Linked DNA regions of Mus musculus: region 1 is linked to region 2. Evidence: chromatin contacts called from public promoter capture Hi-C data. All regions are on one chromosome and are shown on one strand. Each heading gives the region's core, a stretch centred on a gene start, on an enhancer-like site or on the middle of the called end of the contact. The rest is flanking DNA. Distances are from core to core; before and after follow the strand shown.

Region 1 (3,679 bases), core at 1,015-3,514, 99 kb after region 2:
GGTTTAGTGTCTGACCAGGCTTTCGTGTGTGTCTGGGTGTTTACATTTTGAGGCATTTTGTGTTGCTTTGTAACACATACTAATCAAAAAACCACTACGTACCTCAAGCTGGCCTTTAACTATTGGAAATCCAACCGCCTCAGTTTCCCAAGGGCTGGGACTCTAGGTATGTACTCTCATGGCCAGCTGGACAATAATTTTACTTTTTTTTTTTTTTTTTTTGGAGAAGTAGTCTAATGTAGTCTAAGGCTGGCTTAGAACTTGCTCTGTAGCGGAGGCTGCCCTTGAACTCTTGTTCTTCTTGCTTTCACCTCCCAAGTGCTGGGGTCGCACCATGTGCTACTGTACTCAACTAACATTTTAATACACAAGCAAGCCCACGTGGGCTCCTTAAAAGTGTCTGCTGGTATTGATGACAGGGACTTCTGATGTAAAAGGAGTGTCTTCCTTTTTTTTGTTGTTGCTTCTTGCTTTTTTGTTTTGTTATTTAGCAGTGGCCTTTTTGATACATTCGAAGGGAATACACACTGGCGTGCAACTCAGAGAAAGTGGCAGCATACGCACTTTCCCAGCCTGCCAGCTGGAGATCCAACCTTGTGTGGTAAGAAGCAAGTCCTTGCTACACACAGATCAATCTAAATCTGAAAAAAATAAACAAAAAACAAGAAACCAGCAAGTGACAGACACTGGACAATGCAGTGGCTGGAAGCCAGCTCTTCTTCCTTATACCCACCTGACATTATCACCCCCATTTAACCATTTCCTTCATCATAAGGCTATAAAAACCTAGGGCTCCCTTCCACCATCAAGACATTAAAAAAAAAAAAAGCCTGAATTTTGTGACATGTTGGAACTTTCTATGCCAGCCATGCAGGACTCTGTAATCACGGCTGTGCCCATTAACAGATGGTTCCTCAGAGGTGAAGGTGGCAACCAGATGGAACTTGGAGAGGGGTGGGGAGAGTCCACAGTGACACGACAGCCCTTTGCACTCCTCGGGTTCCACCCTACTCCGTCATCCTAAGGAAGTAGACACCTTAACCCTGTGTATCAAAACAACACTGCCAGCCACATGCTAAAAGTTATGAGGCCCAGTGGTTGGGGGTGGGGTCTGTGTGTGTGTGTGTGTGGGGGGGGTCACATAAGGGGAAGAAAAAAATTGTAGGGACAGACCTCAACCTACAGAGGGATGAACGTGAGTTTTAGTGAGCTTCCTCAGGAACCCAGAGAGCTGGCAACCAGGGAAGAGAACCTTAGCTCTACTGGACTGGGAAACAGGCTGCCACCGAAGGACAATGGTGACAAAAATCCAACAGGTCCCCAGCCCTGAAGAACACTCAAGACAAGGTCCATGGTGGGGGGAGAAGCCCTTCTTTCCCAGAACTTAGCACCACTTAGAGTTCTGACCCCTGGGTCTAGGTGGCTGGGATTTTTACCTTTGTTCACAGAGGCCAGAAGGAGTGAACTCTGCCTCACCAGCCTTCTCAGAGCCCAGCTACACACTTCCAACATCTGTTTCCTCCACCCTACCATGTCTGTGCTTCTGGGTCAAGGTGCTCTGTTCTCCAGACCCCTAGACACCCCTAGATGCTATGAACTAGCCTTCTCTCTAAGCCCCCAGGTAGTCTGGCGTCTGGGTAACCTGGACACTCCTAGAGGTCCATACCCCAGTCCTCTCTCTGCCATGAAATGCACTGGTCTCCTGTTCCAGATGTCCATGCCCCAGTCTTCTGTCTATCCCCAGGTGTTCTGGCCTCTGGTGGCGGACACCCCAACTGTCCATGTCCCAGCCCCCCCTGTGACCCCAGACGCTCTGCCCTAGGATGCTAGACATCCCAGATGTCCATGCCCCAGTCCTGTGACCCCAGGCTCTCTGCCTTTTAGTCCTGGACATCCTCCGGATGCCCATGTCCCTGTGCCCCAGGCGCTAAGCCCCTGGTGGGCGCCCCCTTTTCCTCCCCTTGCTGACGAAGGTTGGGGAGCGGCGGCTGCCAGGCCCACAGTGCGACGTGTCACAGGCCGGGCGGCTCCTCCCACGGCCGCGGCCACACCGGGGTCCGGCGGGCCGCGGGGTCCCAAGCCCGCCTGCGGCCGTTACCTTGTTAGTGGGCACCGAGCGCAGGCGCTTGAAGATGGCCAGGATGTCCTGCTTGCTGGGGTCCCCCATAGTCACTGAGAACTGAGGTGAAGCAGTCCCCGACAACCGGGAAGAGACAAGGAGTAGCGGTTGCCGCCTCCCGGAGACCGAGGGGCGGGGCTGCGCGTGACGACAAGCCCCGCCCCTGCCGCGCCCAGGCTCCGCCCACAAGCGGGCGCACGCGCCGTTCTCCTTCACTCGGTGAGGTCCCTCGGCGCCACTGGTTTCTCCGGGTTCCAATTTCGAAGTCGGGCGCGGCAGGCGCATGCGCGGACGCTCGGACAACTCCCACCCCTCCGCAAACCTTCCCCAGATCTCAGCGTTAGTTAGGGTCCTGCAGTGTGGGATAGGAACCCCAGGCTTTGCGCAGGGAGCATCGGGCTTACCCACCGGACTCACCAGCATACCGTTGCCGGCCCGTGGCCAGTCTCACACCTATCCCTCAGGATGGGAGAGCCAGCAGGTCTCATCCTCATGGATCCTGCATAGTAGTAGTGTGTGTTTGTACTCTTTCTCAGCTAAAGTCAAGCCCTGAGTGATAACCTACAGGAAACTGCTGTCCCATTTTTCTCTCTCCCATCTGGGAAACCCAGGCTGGCCTAGAGCACACTGTGTAGTCCAAGGCTGGACTTGAACTGGAGATATTCCTGTTTTAGCGTCTTGCTGCTCAGATTACAGGTCTGCACCAAGCCATACTGGCTTGATAATCTTGTAATTATAAAGTCTGTTCTGTTCACGGAGAGAGAGTGCTTGCCTGTAGGCAACAAGTTCTATCAGGGTCAGAACTGAGAAGTCTAGAAAGACCAGAAACAAGTCTGTGTTTAGTGCTTGGGGCTCCAGTTAAACCTTGGATAATATTAGTAGCTGGAAGGTTTGAGCTTGGGAGCAGGTGCCTCTTTTACAGCGGTCAGGGTGGAGCAGCTGGCAAACATGACCTTAGGTAGAGCATAATAGAAGAAAAACAGGTTTTGGTATCAAGTGCTAAGCCCCAGCTTCTGTCCCAGTTCAACTGGTTGCTTCCCAGCAGGGCTGCTGTAGGCACTTCCTAGCATTCACCTGTATGAAGGAGTTGGAGATGAAATATGTTGACCAGAGCAGCACTGCAGCTTCAGGGATGTTCTGAAAACGGTCTTGGTGTCAAGTTGGGACCTCATATAGGCTGTACAAGGACAGGAACTGGCACAAGACACACAAAGTTCTCAGCAGAGTGACAAAAGGGCAGGGAATAAGAGACAAAGACAGGAGATAGAGCAAGAGGAAGAAGTGAAAAGGAGGGAGAGGGGGACGGGTTATTTGCTCCAGAGGGACAAAGGACTGCTTCTGGATAGAGAAGAGACAGCCTTGGCGTATTGGCAAATGGCAGTTCATAAAGGTAAAAGAAGAAACCCCTTTAGGATAAGTTTATTTTATGGGGCATGCTAATTAGGTGAACCAAGGTAGGGGGTGGATTTTGATAGCTGGACCTTAGTATGTTAGCCTCAGGAAGTGGACAAATAGCGTAACAAACCTTGGTGGCTAGCTTTAGGAATGTAATCTAACGGT
Region 2 (3,605 bases), core at 514-3,013:
CGGATTTCTGAGTTCGAGGCCAGCCTGGTCTCCAGAGTGAGTTCCAGGACAGCCAGGGCTATACAGAGAAACCCTGTCTCGAAAAACCAAAAAAAAAAAAAAAAAAAAATTCCAGCACCCTGGAGGCAGAGGCAGGCAGATCTCTGAGTTGGAGACCAGCCTGGTGTATACAGTATTCCAGGGCAGTGAGAGCTACACAGTGAGACCCTGTCTCAAAACAAAGGGTAACAGTATCTAAAAGAACCAAATGCTTTCATTATACAACAAAAACCAGGGCAGTTGAGGCGGCTCAGTAGTAAAGCTGTTACTTGAGGTCATTGAAGGTCTGGACTGCTCCTCGCCTTCCACCTCCACCTCTAAGACCAGGCTGTTTTGGGGTGATATGGTGGGTCACAGTCGCCTCTAGAGATTCAAGCAACCCTGCCCACACCCTGGGATATTCATCACTTCTCCCATGAGTGAACAACCTTTCTCTGGGACTAATCCTTGTCAATATAGACAGCTGCAGAGCCTTAATTGTTTCAAAGAAACAAAGCAAACTCTACAGAATTGTTTAATAGGTCGCAGCGACCCTTGAGCTGTCCAGGCAGGGACCAGCCCTTGAGGCATTGAAGAAGCGTTTTCAAAACAAAACAAACAAACAAATAAAACCGGGAGGCTGAGTTCCTGTGAATTTTTTGGTCTTTCGTTTGAGGACTTTCCTTTATGGGAAAGATTTCTGCTGCTGAATGCCAGAGACTAGGGGAGTGCGAGTGGAGGGCAGCTCTGCTTTATTGGAGTCCCCATTCTTAGGGAGGAGAAAGGTCAAAGAGGGGGTGGAGTGGGGTGACGGGGAGCCGGAGGGTGTCACTTCGGAACCGGCTGGGGTTGCAGCAGCTGGATTGCTATGGATGTGACAGAGTAGAGATGGAAAGGATACTTTTAATCTCCAGCGGGCTAGAGACTCAGTGGACTCTGCCAAGGAGATGAAAAGAACTTCTAGCCCCAGATGACATACGAAGACATTGAGGCAAGGGGGCTCGCCCTAACAGTGAAAAGGAGTGGATAGGGTAAATCTCCCAGGCGCAGCCTCTTCCAACCCTATTCGGCTTCCAGTCCCATACCTCAACTGTTCTCATCGGAAGAAGGGGAGAAGCGCGAGCGTGCTGATCCGGGACCGAGCCCTGGGTCTCGCGACTCCATGCTGGCTTCCCTTGCTCCCCCGCTTTTCCCAGGCTACCCCCTGCACCTGAAGACCCTTCCCGGTGCAGGTCCGAAGCCGGAGCATCCAGAAAGCCCAGAGCCAACTCCCAACCCGAAGCCCTCCCTGCAGCGCGCGGCATTCCATTCCTCTCCGGGATGCGCCCCGCCGCGACCTCCCAGAGCACGCCCAACGTCGCCGAGCAGCGCTTTGGGATCTGGACTTCGGATTCCCAGTCGTCCCCCTCCCCCGTGAACCTCGCCCTCCGAGGGCCTCCTGGGCTGCGGGAAGGAATTGCGGGATCCTAGCCGGCCCCAGACTAGCTCGCGCCGCGCCGCGCTCAACTTCGGGGCGCAGACCGGTGCGGGCGGCAGCTGAGGGACCACGGCGCGGAACTGGTGCCCGCACCATTGTCGCCTGTAGAACAGGTGGCCAGGCGGGGACCCGGGTCCCTGATGTCTTGCAGCTCACCTCCCTTTCCAGCCTAGAACAGGGGCGCCCCGGATCCCAACGAGATCCCCCTGCCCGCTGCCCTGTCCCTGAGATCCAGGTACCTCCGGCTCCCGCGTCGGCGGGCGGCTACTGCGGCCCTGGAGGGCGGTGGCTTGAGCCCAGCGGACAGGAGCGCCGCCCCTCCAGCCCTGGGCGGGGTCTGGCGTTTCTGCCCCACGGGTCCCTCTCCGCCTGCAGCTAGTCCTGTCTAGAAATGGGGGTGGGCACGACCTGAGTCATCAATAGCCAGTAGCCAACAGGTGTGAGCCGCCTCCCGGCCACCCACACCTCACTAGTCACAATCCTATTCTAAACCTTCCGTTTCTCTCTCCAGCCCTTCTGCCCCAGAGCTAGCAATCCTCCTGCCTCAGCCTCCCAAGTCACTCCTCCAAGACAGGGATGAATCCCCTACCCATGGCTCTATTTTTTTCCATTTAACAGATGGAAAAAAAAATAAAAAGCCAGGCTCGAAGCGGTTTGGTTAATTACATAAATGTTGTGCAGTTGAGAAGGGGCGACATCTGAGACTTGAGTCATCCTGACGCCACTGCCCAGCAGCGTCTGTTCCAAGTACTCCTCACTCCCTGCTCTGGCCTGCTGTGACCCAAGGAAGGGCCGGGCCCACGGCATGGTGTTCCCTAGTGGCGATTTCCCCCGCCAGCTCTCCTCTCGGGCTAGATGCCAACGTGCCCTCGCTGCCTGCCCTGCTTCATCTCTCTCACCATACAAACCTGTGTCCAGGCCGCTGAGAAAATGGAAACACCCTATCCCAACCCTGAGAACAGCCTGGGTAAACAGGCTTTGTAAAAGCGAATCTGTGGAAAATTCTCACCCCTTCACCCCACTGCTGACAACTACCTAGCTCTTGGCTATGCCCACCCTTTCTCGTTTTCCAGGAGATCCCCAGCCTCCAGCTGCTAGCCGTTGCTGCTCCTGCCCCTCTTGCCTCTTCGCGGGCCATTCCCATTAGTGCTCATCACTCCCAGGTTTGATTTTTTTGGTTTGGCTTTGCCAGACTGCTTCTCATTCTAGCCCACGGCTTTCTTGTAAACCACAGTGGCCTCAAACTTGTGACAACCCCTCTGGCTTTCGCCTCCCAAATGCTGGGATAACAGACTTTGCTCATCTTAAAACTCAAACAAGGAGCCCTGCCAGCCGTGGTGGTGCATTTCTTTTCAATCCCTGCATTTGGGAGGCAGGCAGGTTTCTGAGAGTTCGAGGCCAGCCTGATTTATATAGAGCTTTTTAGGCCAAGCCAAGGCTACAGAGTATTGGATAATGAATGGTATTGTGTTGAAGACCCTTCCGCAGTTAAGAGCAATTGCTGCTCTTCACGGGGAGCCGAGTTGGATTCCTAAAGCCCACACCAGAAGGTTTACAATTGCCTGTAACTCCAGCTCCAGAGAATCTCACGTCTTCTTCCAGATTCTGAGGGTACCTGCACCCACACAGCTACACAGATGTACTCATAAGTAAAAAAAAAAAAAAACAAAACTTAATTCTTAGTGTGATGGATGCACACAGGTGCCGAGATACACTGTTCTTCAGATAAACTATATTAGCAGCGTTTCAGTGTCATGACCGCAGGCTGCCACTATAGGATCTTGAAGGGAGAGAGCCTTCGAATCCAGAAGCAAAGAAAGTTTTTCTTTTCTTTTTCTGTTTTTGTTTTTGTTTTGAGACAGGGTTTCTCTGTATAGCCCTGGATGTCTGGAGCTCACTCTGTAGACCAGGCTAGCCTCAAACTCAGAGATCTGCCTGCCTCTGCCTTCAGAGTGCAGGGATTCAAAATGTTGCATTTCTACTGCCCAGCTCAAGGGTTTTGTTGTTGTTGTTGTTGTTGTTTAATTTATTTTTAGTTTACGTGTGTGTGAGTGTTTTTTGTTTGTTTGTTTGTTTGTTTGTTGCATCCATTCATGTCTGTGTGCTATGT

Evidence for each region. Capture Hi-C pulls out chosen DNA fragments and counts their contacts.
Region 1: a promoter capture Hi-C map of adipose tissue shows a contact between it and region 2. The contact joins the promoter of Arfgap3 here to the promoter of A4galt in region 2. A contact is called at or near these places in 4 of 484 Hi-C or Micro-C datasets (the G1E-ER4 cell line, embryonic stem cells, nephron progenitors and 1 more), 6 of 115 datasets of contacts at active chromatin or transcription factors (embryonic stem cells, epiblast stem cells, extraembryonic endoderm stem cells and 1 more) and 3 of 9 other capture datasets (adipose tissue, liver and pancreatic islet).

The regions. Positions count from the first base shown.
Region 1 is chr15:83,347,983-83,351,661 of GRCm38.p6, forward strand. Arfgap3 (ADP-ribosylation factor GTPase activating protein 3) reads right to left here and starts at 2,265. Exons shown (of 16, transcript NM_001357756.1): 1 at 2,099-2,265. The coding sequence starts at 2,167.
Region 2 is chr15:83,249,966-83,253,570 of GRCm38.p6, forward strand. A4galt (alpha 1,4-galactosyltransferase) reads right to left here and starts at 1,764. Exons shown (of 3, transcript NM_001004150.4): 1 at 1,735-1,764.